2 separate regions of the Mus musculus genome follow, and region 1 is linked to region 2. The links are chromatin contacts, called in public Micro-C maps. All regions are on one chromosome and are shown on one strand. Each heading gives the region's core, a stretch centred on a gene start, on an enhancer-like site or on the middle of the called end of the contact. The rest is flanking DNA. Distances are from core to core; before and after follow the strand shown. Region 1 holds the start of Bcl9l (B cell CLL/lymphoma 9-like). Region 2 holds the start of Cbl (Casitas B-lineage lymphoma).

The links. Hi-C and Micro-C count contacts between places; a contact is called where the count stands out from the background.
Region 1: a Micro-C map of palatal mesenchyme shows a contact between it and region 2, with 5 times the contacts expected there. The contact joins the promoter of Bcl9l here to the promoter of Cbl in region 2. A contact is called at or near these places in 15 of 39 promoter capture datasets (the 3T3-L1 cell line, the C10 cell line, HPC-7-derived erythroid cells and 10 more), 8 of 484 Hi-C or Micro-C datasets (CD8 T cells, the G1E-ER4 cell line, embryonic limb bud and 2 more), 2 of 115 datasets of contacts at active chromatin or transcription factors (the SCID.adh cell line and pancreatic cancer cells) and 3 of 9 other capture datasets (adipose tissue, liver and pancreatic islet).

The regions. Positions count from the first base shown.
Region 1 is chr9:44,497,398-44,503,291 of GRCm38.p6, reverse strand. Bcl9l (B cell CLL/lymphoma 9-like) reads right to left here and starts at 4,156. Exons shown (of 9, transcript NM_030256.3): 1 at 4,019-4,156; 2 at 3,743-3,844; 3 at 2,162-2,547; 4 at 1,371-1,490. The coding sequence starts at 3,768.
Region 2 is chr9:44,231,992-44,238,505 of GRCm38.p6, reverse strand. Cbl (Casitas B-lineage lymphoma) reads left to right here and starts at 4,460. Exons shown (of 16, transcript NM_007619.2): 1 at 4,460-4,806. The coding sequence starts at 4,618.

The sequences.
Region 1 (5,894 bases), core at 2,907-5,406, 270 kb before region 2:
AGCTAGCACTGTTCAAAGTATGTCACATGCCTGGACTCAACTTTCTCCTTGTGCCAAATCTATATGACAAAGATCACTTCTATAGATGAGCAATCAGAACTCCTTTCTCAAGTTTACAGTCCCTGGGATGTAAGTAAAGGCGCCTGGGCTCTGAGCCTGTCTCATTGACAGCTACCTCAGTCTGCCTTGCTGTGTGAAGAATTCAGTTGCATGGTTGAATGCTGCTGAATGACACAGTGACACAAGACTATAATCCCAGCACTTGGGAGCTATAGGCAAGAGGGTTAGAAGGTCAAGGCCAGCCTCATCTATACAGTAAGCCTGAGGCTAATCTGTACTACATGAAACCTGGTCTTCACTGAATTGCATTCCATCTAAAAGAGGCTGGTCAAGGGATCTTAGCTATTTCTTATCGCTCTGTATCTTTCAAAGTTTCTCCAATGACACGGGATAATGTTACAGACACAAATTCGGGGAGACAGGAGGGTTCTGGTCCCAGGAAGCAGTGACAGATTCTACCACTCAAGCATCCATACTGAGACTGAACATAGCTCATACAGCACTAGTTAGTCACATGGGGCCTTGGCAGTCCCAGCCAGTTGTAGAGACTTCTTACAGGACACTGGTCAGTAGGGTCTCCTCATTCCCTCTTGCTGACTGTTTCCTCCACTGTGACAGTCATCATTACACTTTCTTCATGGGCAGCTGTGAGGACTAAACTCAGTAGCAAATGTATCTTTCTTCTCCTTTCCTTAACTCCTGCCTGTAAGCAGCACACAATTTAAGCTCTGGCTAGCTTCTCACATGCTTAGTTAGGTTGGAAGCACCAAGGATGTCTCGGGCCTCAAGCACAGAAGGATGGATTGGAATGAGAGAAATGGCTATGAATCCTAGAAATGCATCATGAGCATTTTCTGAGTGTCATTTAGAGACTGGAGAAAGGAACCAGGGACACAATTAAGGGTCAGTTCACACCTAGGCTTAGCAAGGCTTTGCAAAGCCAAGCTAACAGATTCCCATCTTCCTGCCCATCCTCCACTGACCGGTAGGTGGCAGCATAGGCCATGAAATCTGTTAGATGTGTAGGTGAGTTGTCCGGAAAAGGGATTACCTGAGAGACCTTCGACAGAGGGAGGGAGAGGGGAAGGGAAAGAGAGAGGGAGGGTGGCGAGGGTGTGAGCAGCACTCACACTATAGATAAGGAAAAAGTCCAAAGTAGGGCTGAAGAAGAGCCTGGGCTCCTAGTCCTTGCCATTTCTTGAACAATCCCCTAAAGCCCAAGGTAAGCTCCCTCAGGACGGACACACACACACACACACACACATACCAGGGGAAGGGCACCATGAGGCACAGCATCAATGGGCACTCACTGTGGGCGGCCGCAATGGGCTTGTCGTCCTCCTCGCTGTCTGGCCCAGAGCACCATTCGTCCCCACTGTACGGCTGCTTCCGCTCCAGCACACACCTCCGTTTACTCCGGGGTGCCACCTCTGCCCAGGCAGGATACAGGCAGGCAGAGTAAGAAAGTATGGCAATGTGGCCTAGTCCTTCCACATGCAGAGGCCCTCCCAGACCATTCTCCAGAGTGCCCCACCCGAAAGGGCACTGCCCAGACCACGGTGGGCACTTTGCCAGTCCTTGGTCCCCACCACACCACCATTTGTTTCTGATTTCTTTTTCTAACCCTGGCTGCCTGTCTCCCCTCCCCCCCCACCCAGCACAGCATAGTCCCAACCACAACTGGTTCTAATTAGGGCTGGGGGGGGGGGGGCAGGGAGGAGCCACTGTGACTCTTCCAGGCCCCAGTGCCTGTTCCCAAAAGGCTCCCACCAGCCAGGACATCAGGAAGCTTTAGGGATGATGTGGGTAGGGGGTGGATCTTCACCCCAGACACCTCCCTCTTCAATGTGGGGGCTACAGGAGTATTATCACTCTGCTGTCAGGCCCTTCTCTGAGTGCCACTCTAGCCAGCCCCGCTCTGGAATGAACTGGTTGACTGATGGGTAGACGTAAGAGAAAGTTACTACAAACAATACATGTTGGGTGGCAACACAAGGATGAGACTCGAGTAAGGGCTGGTCTCTGAGCAGTTTGGGTCTCGCTCACTCGGGGCTGTAGATGATGTTGAAGTCTAGAGGTGAGGGAATACAGTATACAGTACCTTTGGCCTCTGAATCGAGGGATGGAGTCCCAGCTTCCCGCTGCTCTCCAGAGTCCACAGACACACTCCTCTCGCGCTTCACCTTGCCCTTGAGTGAGCTGAAAGGAGACACTCCTGCCTGGGGGTTCTTCAGACTTGAGTTGCTAGGTGAGATCTGGTTGGCCTTGGCCCCATGGCTCCCCGCCCCCACGCCCTTGGAGCCCAGGTTGCAGGTGGGTCCTTGGTTCACATTCTGGTGCTGGGATTGGGCCCCTCCATTCCCTGTCTTGCCATGATTGGTCAGTTTATTTTCTGGGTGCATTGGCTTGGCTGGGGCAGGGGGGCAGTGGCCCCGAGGGGACAGCGGTGGACTCCCTGGAGCCTCTCTCCTCCTGGGGTGGGGTAACCTGGGGAAAGGGAGGAGAAACAGGAAAGATTAATCCTGCAAGGCATCAGGCATGCCTGGACTTTAGCTCTCTCCTAACAATGCAGGGGGTGGTGAGGTGCTATCTGGAGACCACCTGCTATTCCCTACCTCTGTGCAGTTCCTCAGATAAGAGCAGAGCTCTGTCCACCTGGGGGAGTGGCGATGGAACAGTGTTCCTTATCTTCTAGGCTCAACTCAAATGGAAACCCTGGGCTTTGACTTGGCAGAATCTATCTACCTTCAGCCCCAGGATCCAGCGCTTCCACTAAAGCCCTTTCTCCCTAGCATCTGATGGATTCTTCGCACCTTCTAGGGTTTAAGACTCCTTTCCAAGGCCCCAGACCTCAACTACGCTGTGCCCTGACAACTAGCTGAGAAGGGCCACAGGACCTGTGAGTCACTGCTCAAGCCCGAGCCCTATTCCCTAGGGTACTAGGGAAAGCATAACCGAGAGTGGTACCCACAGGTCCAGAAGACTCCCCAGAGCCTAAGTGGGGAAGGCCTGAAGAGGGTGGGCCAGTAGGCCCTGTCAGCAGGCAGGGATTGGGGGGGGGGGCATGTCAAGCAGACAAGAGTACAGCTTGAAGCCATGGATTCCTGCAGCCTAGGCTGCGGGCCCTTTAAGCTCCAGCCCGCTCCCCCCACCGCCTCCCCCTCCCCGGAGACCTATTAATAGCCGCTGGAAAGATCACATCACGGGAGAGGATATTTATCCCCCCTCATTCCACACCAGCTCAGATTTATTTCAGCTCTGCTGTCCTGCTGCCGCCGCCTGGCCCTGTCTGCCCGCTTCTCCTGGGGAGGAGGGAGGCAGGCACCACCCCCACTCCAGCTCCTACCCCCGACTAGACTGAGGCTGGAGGGCGCCATCACACCCCCAACACTAGGGTAGGATGAGGGTCTGTTCTAACGGTTTTAGAAGGGAAGAAGGGACCAGAAGCAGGCAAAGCTAGCTGCCAGTCTCCTCTGCCCCCTGGGCCCAGGCGCTAAGGCTGGCTGCCAGCTCCTGCCTGGGGCCAGACTTTACCATGCTACTTCCCTTCAACCCACTGGTGGCCAGGAAACCAGGTGCCCGAAGGGCTCCTCTCCAAACAGCTTGGCCCCATCATCATGGGCCCTTCCCTTCCCCACTCTCCATACACACATATATCCCACCCTCCGTGACACCCACACACCTTGTCTTGTTAGCCAGGATCCTCATGGCTCCCACACACAGTGGGGCTACGACCCCTGTGCGTGCCCAGGGCCCAGCCAGGTACTCGGTACTGGAGCAGGGACTGCAGCAACAAGCCCCAAAGAGAAAACTTGTGACTTAGGGAGGGGGTGTGTGAAGGGGAGGGAAAGGGAGAACCCAACGCCCCGGGACTAAGGAACTGGATAGGGTAGGATAGGATTGGAGAGAGAGGACTTCTCAATCCTAAAGACCAGTCCAGTCCCCATCCCTTCCACACCTTGTCCACGGGGAGCTTGCAGTATCGTGCAAGCCCCCCACCCTAGGCACCCCCCTCCAAGGGCTGTAGAGTCAGAATTCACTAATAGGCTTGGTCGCAAAAGTGACGCGTGGGGCGGCTGCGAGGTCTGCTCTGGCCCACTGGGGGACTCCCGCTCCGAGACACGCCCCTCGCCCAGGATTCGGGAATCCCTCACGCCCCGCCCCAGCACTGCGCCCTGTCCCCGGGCGCTGCAGCCTCCCAGGGGCCGGGGTGGGCGCACTGCCCTGCCCCGCCCCCAGCTCCAGGCCTAGCCCGTGCCCATCCCGGCAGGCCCGGGCGGGCAGCGAGAGGCCTGGCGGGGCCCCGAGGCTGCAGCTGGGCTCTTTTGGAGACCAGTAACGCTGGCTCAGATTCCTCCCCGACCGCAAGAATGCAGGAGCCTCCCCTCCCCCCTCCCTTGCACCCCCCCTACCCCGCCCCCTTCGGCAAAGCCCGAGTGTAGAGACAGAGCGAGCTTGGAGCAAGAGAGCCAGCGAGGCAGCGAGCGAGGTTGAGGGAAGCGGACAGGACTGCAGCGTGGATCTCCCGGGTCCACTGGAGGGCGCGCAGACAGACACATGGACAAGTCCTCCAGGGACTAAAAGGGCGCTAGCCGGTTGGGCAGACTGGGCGCACAGAGCTGGGACTTAAGAGACCCACAAGCACCTCTCTGTGACTCACACGCACACTTACATCTCACACGTGGACAGGGAGACAAAGACACGCACGGAGCCCAGGAAACTAGAGACGCTCACGGCCAGCCGACGGAGGTGTGCCCGAGGGACTGGGCAGCGCGAACCAGCCGGAGTCGCCGGGCAGCCTGGGGCACACAGATACCCCGGCCACCCAGCAGAGGGATAGCCGGTGGACTCATTGAACAGATGTGAAGACTGAGACCCAGACACAAGGGAGCCATAGAAAGTTGAGCCCGACAGTCACAAAGAATACACAGAGGGCCACAGAGACACCAACAAGCTGACTTACACAAACACAGACACCTCAAGCAACCGCCCCCTGCTCTGTCCCCTTTCCCCGCCCCCAGCAGAGATCCCGGTAGAAGGTGGGGGAGGGAAGGGGAGGAGTCTTGAGCCCTAGAGGCTCTTCCCGCGACAGGTCCAGCTAGACACACCCGTGTACACTCCAGCTCCCGGCTCAGCTGCTGGAAGCCGGGCTGGAACCTCCAAGCAAGGGGGAAACCTCCCAGGTACTTTGCAGCCGTCTAACCCCTATAGAACACTGGGCTTCCCCACTCCAACTCTGTCTCTGAAAAAGATCCCAAAGTCCTAGGACCTAGTTTGCAGCACACACACACACACACACACACACACACACACACACACACCACAACCAGGAAAGAACAGAAAGGCAGAAGTCACTGAGGAGTCCTGGGGAAATCACCTTGGTCAATAGAGGACCTGCTGTTTAAGTTCTCACCTCCATCCCTGGTTGATTCTCAAAGCTATCTCCCCAGTCTCACAAGGAGGAACTGAGGTTCCAGAAAAGCTGTGTGCTCTTGGGTCACATGACAGCATGGGCGACCCAGGACCCCCACTCCAGGTACTTTGGGCCCCTGACTATTCATCTCAGTCTAAATCAAGTCAGTGGGCTTTTCACACATGAGCCCCCAGAACTTATCACCTGTTATGAGGGATGGGGACGGGCTATCTAGAACTTTCTGTTGAGGGATCTCAAAAACTGGAACCCTAATCTTGGCATAGTGACTCACTGCTGTAACCCTCGCCCTTGGGGGGCTAAGGCAGGAGATCACAAATTTAAGCCCAACCTGTGAGTTCCAGGATGGCTTAAACTACCTAGCAAGATTTCAAAACCTTCCCCCAATAAGCTACGGGTGGGA
Region 2 (6,514 bases), core at 3,211-5,710:
ACTTCAGTTTAGAAGCGACGATAGGAAAGATCGTTTCTGATCTCACTGTCTCTGTTAATTTTTTTTTTTTTTTTTTTTGGGCTGGGGAAGCTGGAGAAATGGGTCAGTAGTTAAGGGTACACGCTGCTCTTGGAGAAGACCCATTCAAGTGCACACACACATTCAGATTGTTAAAATTAAATCTTAAAAACTTGTATTACATTTAGTGTGTGGTCAGAGGACAGCCCATGGGGACTTGGTTCTATCCTTCTCCCATGTGGATCTGTGGGATTGAACCCAGGTCGTTGAGTCTGGCAGCACATACCTTTACCGACTAAGCCATCTTGTTGGCTCCCTGTCCTCCTTTGAATAAGATCTATCCAGGATGGCTTCTGTTTGCTTGTCTTTTGAGAAAGGGACTTACGTGTAGCTCTGACTGACCTGGAACTCCTAGATTGGGGCCTCTACCTCTGTTTTTTCAGGGCTGGAATTAAAGCTGTGCACCACAGCCTGATCTGGACAAGAGTATTGAGGAGATATATAAGAGGGACAATCATTCACTTTTATTCAAATAGGACATTGGTTATTTATATATTAAAAGAAATGTGACCTGATCAAAAACACAGTGGCCTTGGCCTACACCACCGGCTCTCCCCCTTCCTAATGCCGTGACGCTTTCCGACAGTTCCTTGAGAACCCCAACCAAAAATTATTTCTATTGTTGCTTTATAGCTGTAATTTTGCTATTGTTATGAATTATAATGTAAATATCTGTGTTCTCCAATGGTCTTAGGTGGCCCCTGAGGATCCCTTAGGGGACCACAGGTTGAGATCCACTGGCCTCCAGGAACTGTGAGCTAAGCAGGGTGACATAGCTACTTGGGAGGCTCTTCGAGGAGGATGCTTTGAACCAGATATTTAATGTCAGCATGGGAATCACATTGAGACCTGTCACCAAAAGAGAAAAGGGAGGAGGGGGAGAAAAGAAAAAGGAAAACAACCGTTGCTTAGGACGATGAATAATAAATATTTTTCTGGTTGTAGGTGTCTCTGACTTATCATTAACTCACACGGGAGGAAGTCTGGCTCAGTGTGGCCCATGTGTGTTGCTTTTTAACTTTTACAAGATTGGTGTGGGTTCAGCAAAGTGTGAGGCACCAAGCCCTGGCCCTGGCCTGAGGCGTTTCCTGTCAGGGTCCAGTCTTCTAGAAGAAAATAGGAGGGCAGCAAAGGCTGCTGCAATCCAGGGCCAGGGGGCTACCATCAGGAAGTGGAGCCTGCCTATTGCTGATGCCTGGAAGGGTCAAGAAGGGACTTCTAAGCTTGAAAGGTTTGCTGGATGGGAGGAATTGGTCTGGTAAGGTTAGTAGAATCAGGTGGTGTGTGTGTGTGTGTGTGTGTGTGTGTGTGTGTGTGTGTGTGTGTGTGTGGTGTATGTGCGTCTTTCTTGGCAGGAAAAACAGCTTTGCAAAGGCCTAGAGGTATGTGGCTCTCAGATTTCTGGAATTAGAAAACTGTACTCATCTTCTCTGGGCTGGATTTTGAGCTATTAAAAAATATATATAAAACGTAGGGTGGTTTTCAGTTCCTCTCTTTGTTTCCCTCTGGGGAAAAGAGCTGCTGGGCCCTTGGCCACTTCTCTGATGGACAGACGGGAGGTTAGAGGTATGGAGAGGTCAGGGTATGGGGACTGCTCTCTGCAGATATGGATGGCTCCGCTGACCCCTGCCTGGGGGATGGGACAGGCTTTCAGAGATTGGGTTGCTGTCTTTTGTTCTTTGAGATGGCAGCTGTGCTTCTCCCAGGAAATTGACACAGGAGTCAGTGTCAAAGTATCCTGAAGGGTGCTCAGGTTTCTGGCAAATCCTCTACCTTTCTCATGCTTAGGAGAGAGATGGCAGCCTCCAGATGACCAGCAGCGAGGGTTCTGGGTTAGAAATGACACTGGGATTAGATGCAAGTCTTCGTGATGCTATGTATATAGTAAATTCTGATGAGCACTTAACAGCTATGTTTACAGTTTAAATCAGAGTTTTGCTGGGGTTTCAAATTGTCTCCTCCTAATGACTTACTGCTGGTGTGCAGTGAACTCTCAGGTTCCTGTAGAAAACAAACCAAGCAAATCAAAGAAAGAGACAGAACTATGGCCTGCTGCAGCAGAAACCAAGTGTGTGCTACATTATTCTACCATATGCAGATTTTACTGAAGATAAGGCAGGTTGGAAATATTTTTTATTTTAATTTTTAACTTTGAGACGAGGTCTCTTAGGAGCCCTGGCTCTCCTGGAACTCACTCTGTAGACCAGGCTGGCCTCAAACTCAAGAGATCTGCCTCTGCCTCTTGAGTGCCGGGATTAAAGGCGTGCGCCCCCGGTGCCTGGACAGCCCAAATGATTTTTGAAGAATGATGTGGATCTTAGAAGCACACTCCAGGCAGAGGGGACACACTCAGTGATGAGGAAGAAAATGTTGCTGTTGTCACTGTGTGACTTGGTAAGCTATCCAGCATAGAGTCTATGTATCATGAAGTAGTTTACAACTTTAAGTAAGATTGTGACTGTTAATTTTATTACAGATGAAACAGTGGGGAGGGTTCAAAGGTTTGGTTTGCGTGTGTGTGTGTTTCTGTCAGGCTACACTTTAGGAATGGTGACAGGATGAAGTGTCAGTGTCAGTGAAGAGGGTTTCAAAAGTCTGGGAGAGTAAGAAGGAAGGCCTGCAATTAGGGAGGGGCACAGGCCTTACCAAGTTTTGATGGTAATTTTAGAGTGCTGCCTATATTTTTCTTTGGTAGATTCTTCTTTTTTTTTTTTTTTCTAGGTAGAAAATGATAAAAATCTGGGCAGAGTGATACATGCCTATGATCCCAGCACCCAGGAGGCAGAGGCAGGAGCATCTTTGTGAGTTTATGGCCAGTCTGTTCTACATAAAGAGTTCCAGGATAGCCAGGACTACATAGAGAGACCCTGTCTGAAAACAAAAACCCCAAGCTCAATACCACCAACAAAAACAAAACAAAGAAATAAAAGGCAGGCTATTGACATGAAATGATAATACAGGTTCAAAAAGGTCTTAAAGATGACTGACTTGCAGCCGGGCGTGGTGGCGCACACCTTTAATCCCAGCACTTGGGAGGCAGAGGCAGGTGGATTTCTGAGTTCGAGGCCAGCCTGGTCTACAGAGTGAGTTCCAGGTCAGCCAGGACTACACAGAGAAACCCTGTCTCGAAAAAAAAAAAAAAAAATGACTGATTTGCAACCCAAAGTTGTGGGACTGAATAATTCTGGTGTTCAGAGACTGTTTTCTTTCTTCAAGTACTGGACAAGTTCAACAACCTACCAGCCAAAGGCTTGGTGGCAGAACTGAGTACTTAATGTCACCAAATGGTTTTGGAGCTAAAAAAATATTAGCAAACCAAGGTTGGGTACTTTCTTCTTCTTTGGAAAAGAAGTTCCTATTTTCAAAGTACTTCTAGTGAAGTCTGAAGATTAGGGAAGTGAAGGTGTCCGGGAGCTGAATTTCTGTTCCCTCCATGCAAGTGGCTCACAGCCTCTGTGGGCGGGGCCTCGTGCCGCCAGCGCATTCCGCTGAGCAATAGAATATCTTTAAAGTACATATTCAGTTCCCAGAAAAGGAATTGCTCTTCAGAAAGAAAAAGATCAAAAGGAAGTTACTTGTTTTAAAAAGGTTAAAAAGTCTGGAAGAAGCGCGTGAGACGCGAGTGTCCTTAACCTTAAACCTTTATGTGACTTAGTCTGCAAAAAGCTGCAGCAACTGAATTCCCAACCTTTGAGGGTTATAAATACCAAGGCGATTTTTAATCCCTGCGCTCGGGAGGTAGAGGCATGTGAATCTCTGTGAGTTCAGAGCCACCCTGGTCTACACAGCGAGTTCCAAGGCAGCCAGGGCTACATGGTGAAACAAGATGGTGGAATAGGGATATAGCTCAAGGTGGGGTACTTGTCTAGGATGTGTGAGGTCGTAGGTTCAATTCCAATCACCACAAAAATAAAAACACTAAGGGGAAGAAAACGAACTTTGGCTTTCTTTTTCCATCTTTCCACAAGATGAGGCAGATAACTCGAAGCTCAATATCCACATTTAGAAGACTCCTTCCATCCCTACCCGTCTTAATCCGAGCACAGCCATGACTCAACTCCCGGAGGCAACAAGCCCAGGCCACAACGAACATGGACGGCCAGGCTTCTCTTCTGCCTAGTGCGCAGGTTCTACCTTGGACCCCACCTCTTTCCTTCCATTCCTCTCTTCTCCAGCAGAGGGCGCAGGCACTGAGTTTTCTTTGGGCTCCGCCCCGCCCGTCCCAGTGGGTCAGGGCGGGAGCAGTGGGCGCGGAAACTTGGTCGAGGCTTTCCGGGAGCCGCGGGGCACGCGGGTGCACGCGAGCTCGTGCGCGCGTTGGGGGTCGCCGCGGCGTGCCGTGCTTGCCCGTCTCCGGCGCGCGCCCCCGCGTTGCGCCGGCCGCGCTCGCGCCCGCGCAGGGGCGCGCCTCAGGGCGGGCGCCTCCCTCTCACTCCCTGGGCTGCGAGCGCCGGCGGTGGTTGCCGGAGAGGCCCCTCCTTCTCGCCCGGCTCCATTCCCTCGCTCGCGGCCGAGCGGGCTCCCGACCCTCCGCTGGCCATGGCCGGCAACGTGAAGAAGAGCTCGGGCGCCGGCGGCGGCGGCTCTGGGGGCTCGGGAGCGGGCGGCCTGATCGGGCTCATGAAGGACGCCTTCCAGCCGCACCACCACCACCACCACCTCAGCCCGCACCCTCCCTGCACGGTGGACAAGAAGATGGTGGAGAAGTGCTGGAAGCTCATGGACAAGGTGAGCGGCCTGCGGGCGCGCGCGGCGCCGGGTGGGCGTGGGCGGTGGGGCGCCAGGGAGGGCTGCCGTTGGCAGTTGGGAACGTTGAGGTGTGGGGGAGCCAGACAAAGATGGGGTGGGGGCTGGGGGAGGGCTGGTCACCGCGCCACCCGGGCGGAAGTGCGATGGGGGTGCGGAGCTTGGGGATGTGGGTCGTCGAGTGAGCCCCGGGAGGTGGGCCTGGGGTGCTGGGGGTGGGATGTGTGTTGGATCTGCCGGCTACGGCTCCGGGTTTGGAAGAGGAGTCGCCCTGGGTGAGGGACTTGGGTTCAGGAGGCGGCCCGGCTGACTGCGGTCAGGGTGAGCTTATAGTTTTTTCTCATTAAGATGTAGCACACAGATCAAAGAAAAAGAGGTGGGTTTAAATGGGGGCAGGGAAGGAAGGAACTTCCCTTCTCCGCTAAGGATGGCTTAAGTTTTTGTCTTGCAAAGTGTTGGATGTAATCCATCGCTGCTGCTGAGATAGGCACTGGTTAAACCACAAGTTCTGGTTAGAACCATTATCTTTCGAAAGGTGGACTGACTGAGCGTGCTGAATTAATAGTCTGACTTCTACAGAACTTCCTGCTTGCTCTCGGTGCTTTTCGCTGGGCTGTAGTGTTTGATTTTTGTAACGGGCCTACCTGCTTATTATTTAAGACCCCTTTGATAGCCATTATAAAATCAGGTGCGGGGGTGGGGTTGCCTATGGTTAGCCCTTTAAGTCTGTCAATCAGGAGAATCTTACTTCCTTACAGTTGAGCCTGTATAATGTAGTCTTGTAGTTGGCCCCAGTACTTAAACGTGAATACACAATCTTGTCTTAACATTTTGTTGGAAGTCAGTGCTCTGTTTCCTTAACTCTTACCACAGTTATTATTTTTTTCAACATTCCTACTGCAGATAAATGTGATTAGGAGGCCCCGGCATGTAAGTGAATGGTGTTATTTCCTCCGGAGTAAATTTGGTTTTCTTTGGTTCCTCTCTGGGCCTAGGTTCCTCTTCTGTAAAGTTCTCTATGGGTTGTTTTGGACTAGAAACAGCCAATAAAATGATTATGAAGCACTTGGCCAATGTAACTGCTATATAAATGCTTAATAAGTCTTGTGTGAGAATTAACACTCTTGCACTCCATACCAGGTTTCAGAGCCACTTTTCCAGGGCTGACCCCCCCCCCCCTACATTAAGTAATTTGAATTGTGGCAGCCCCCCTCCCTGGTCCCAGTTGATATTGCAATTAATGGCATAAGTATGCTGATTATTTTGGTGTTGTGGAACTGACTTTATTGAAAAGATATGCTGATACCTTGTTTTTCTTTTTAAAATATTTGACTACTTTGGATATTTTGTGTGCATGTATGATTGTATCACATGCATGCAGTCAGATGTTGGGTTCCCTGGAACTGGAGTTATGGGTGCTTTCGAGCCAGATGCTGGGAATTGAACCTGTGTCTTCTGCATGAACAACAAATGCTCTTAACCACTGCACAGTCTCTCCAGGCCCAGTATAACCAAGACTGTCTGGAGATGGCAGGGAATGTAACCATTTTGTTTGTTTGTTTTCTTACTCACATCCCTCACACTTCTCCTGGTCACCCTTCTCCTGGTCACCCCTTTTCCCCAATCCCCCTCCCCTTCATTTCTGAGCAGGTGGGTGTCCCCCTGGGTATCCCCTTGACTCTGTCACTTG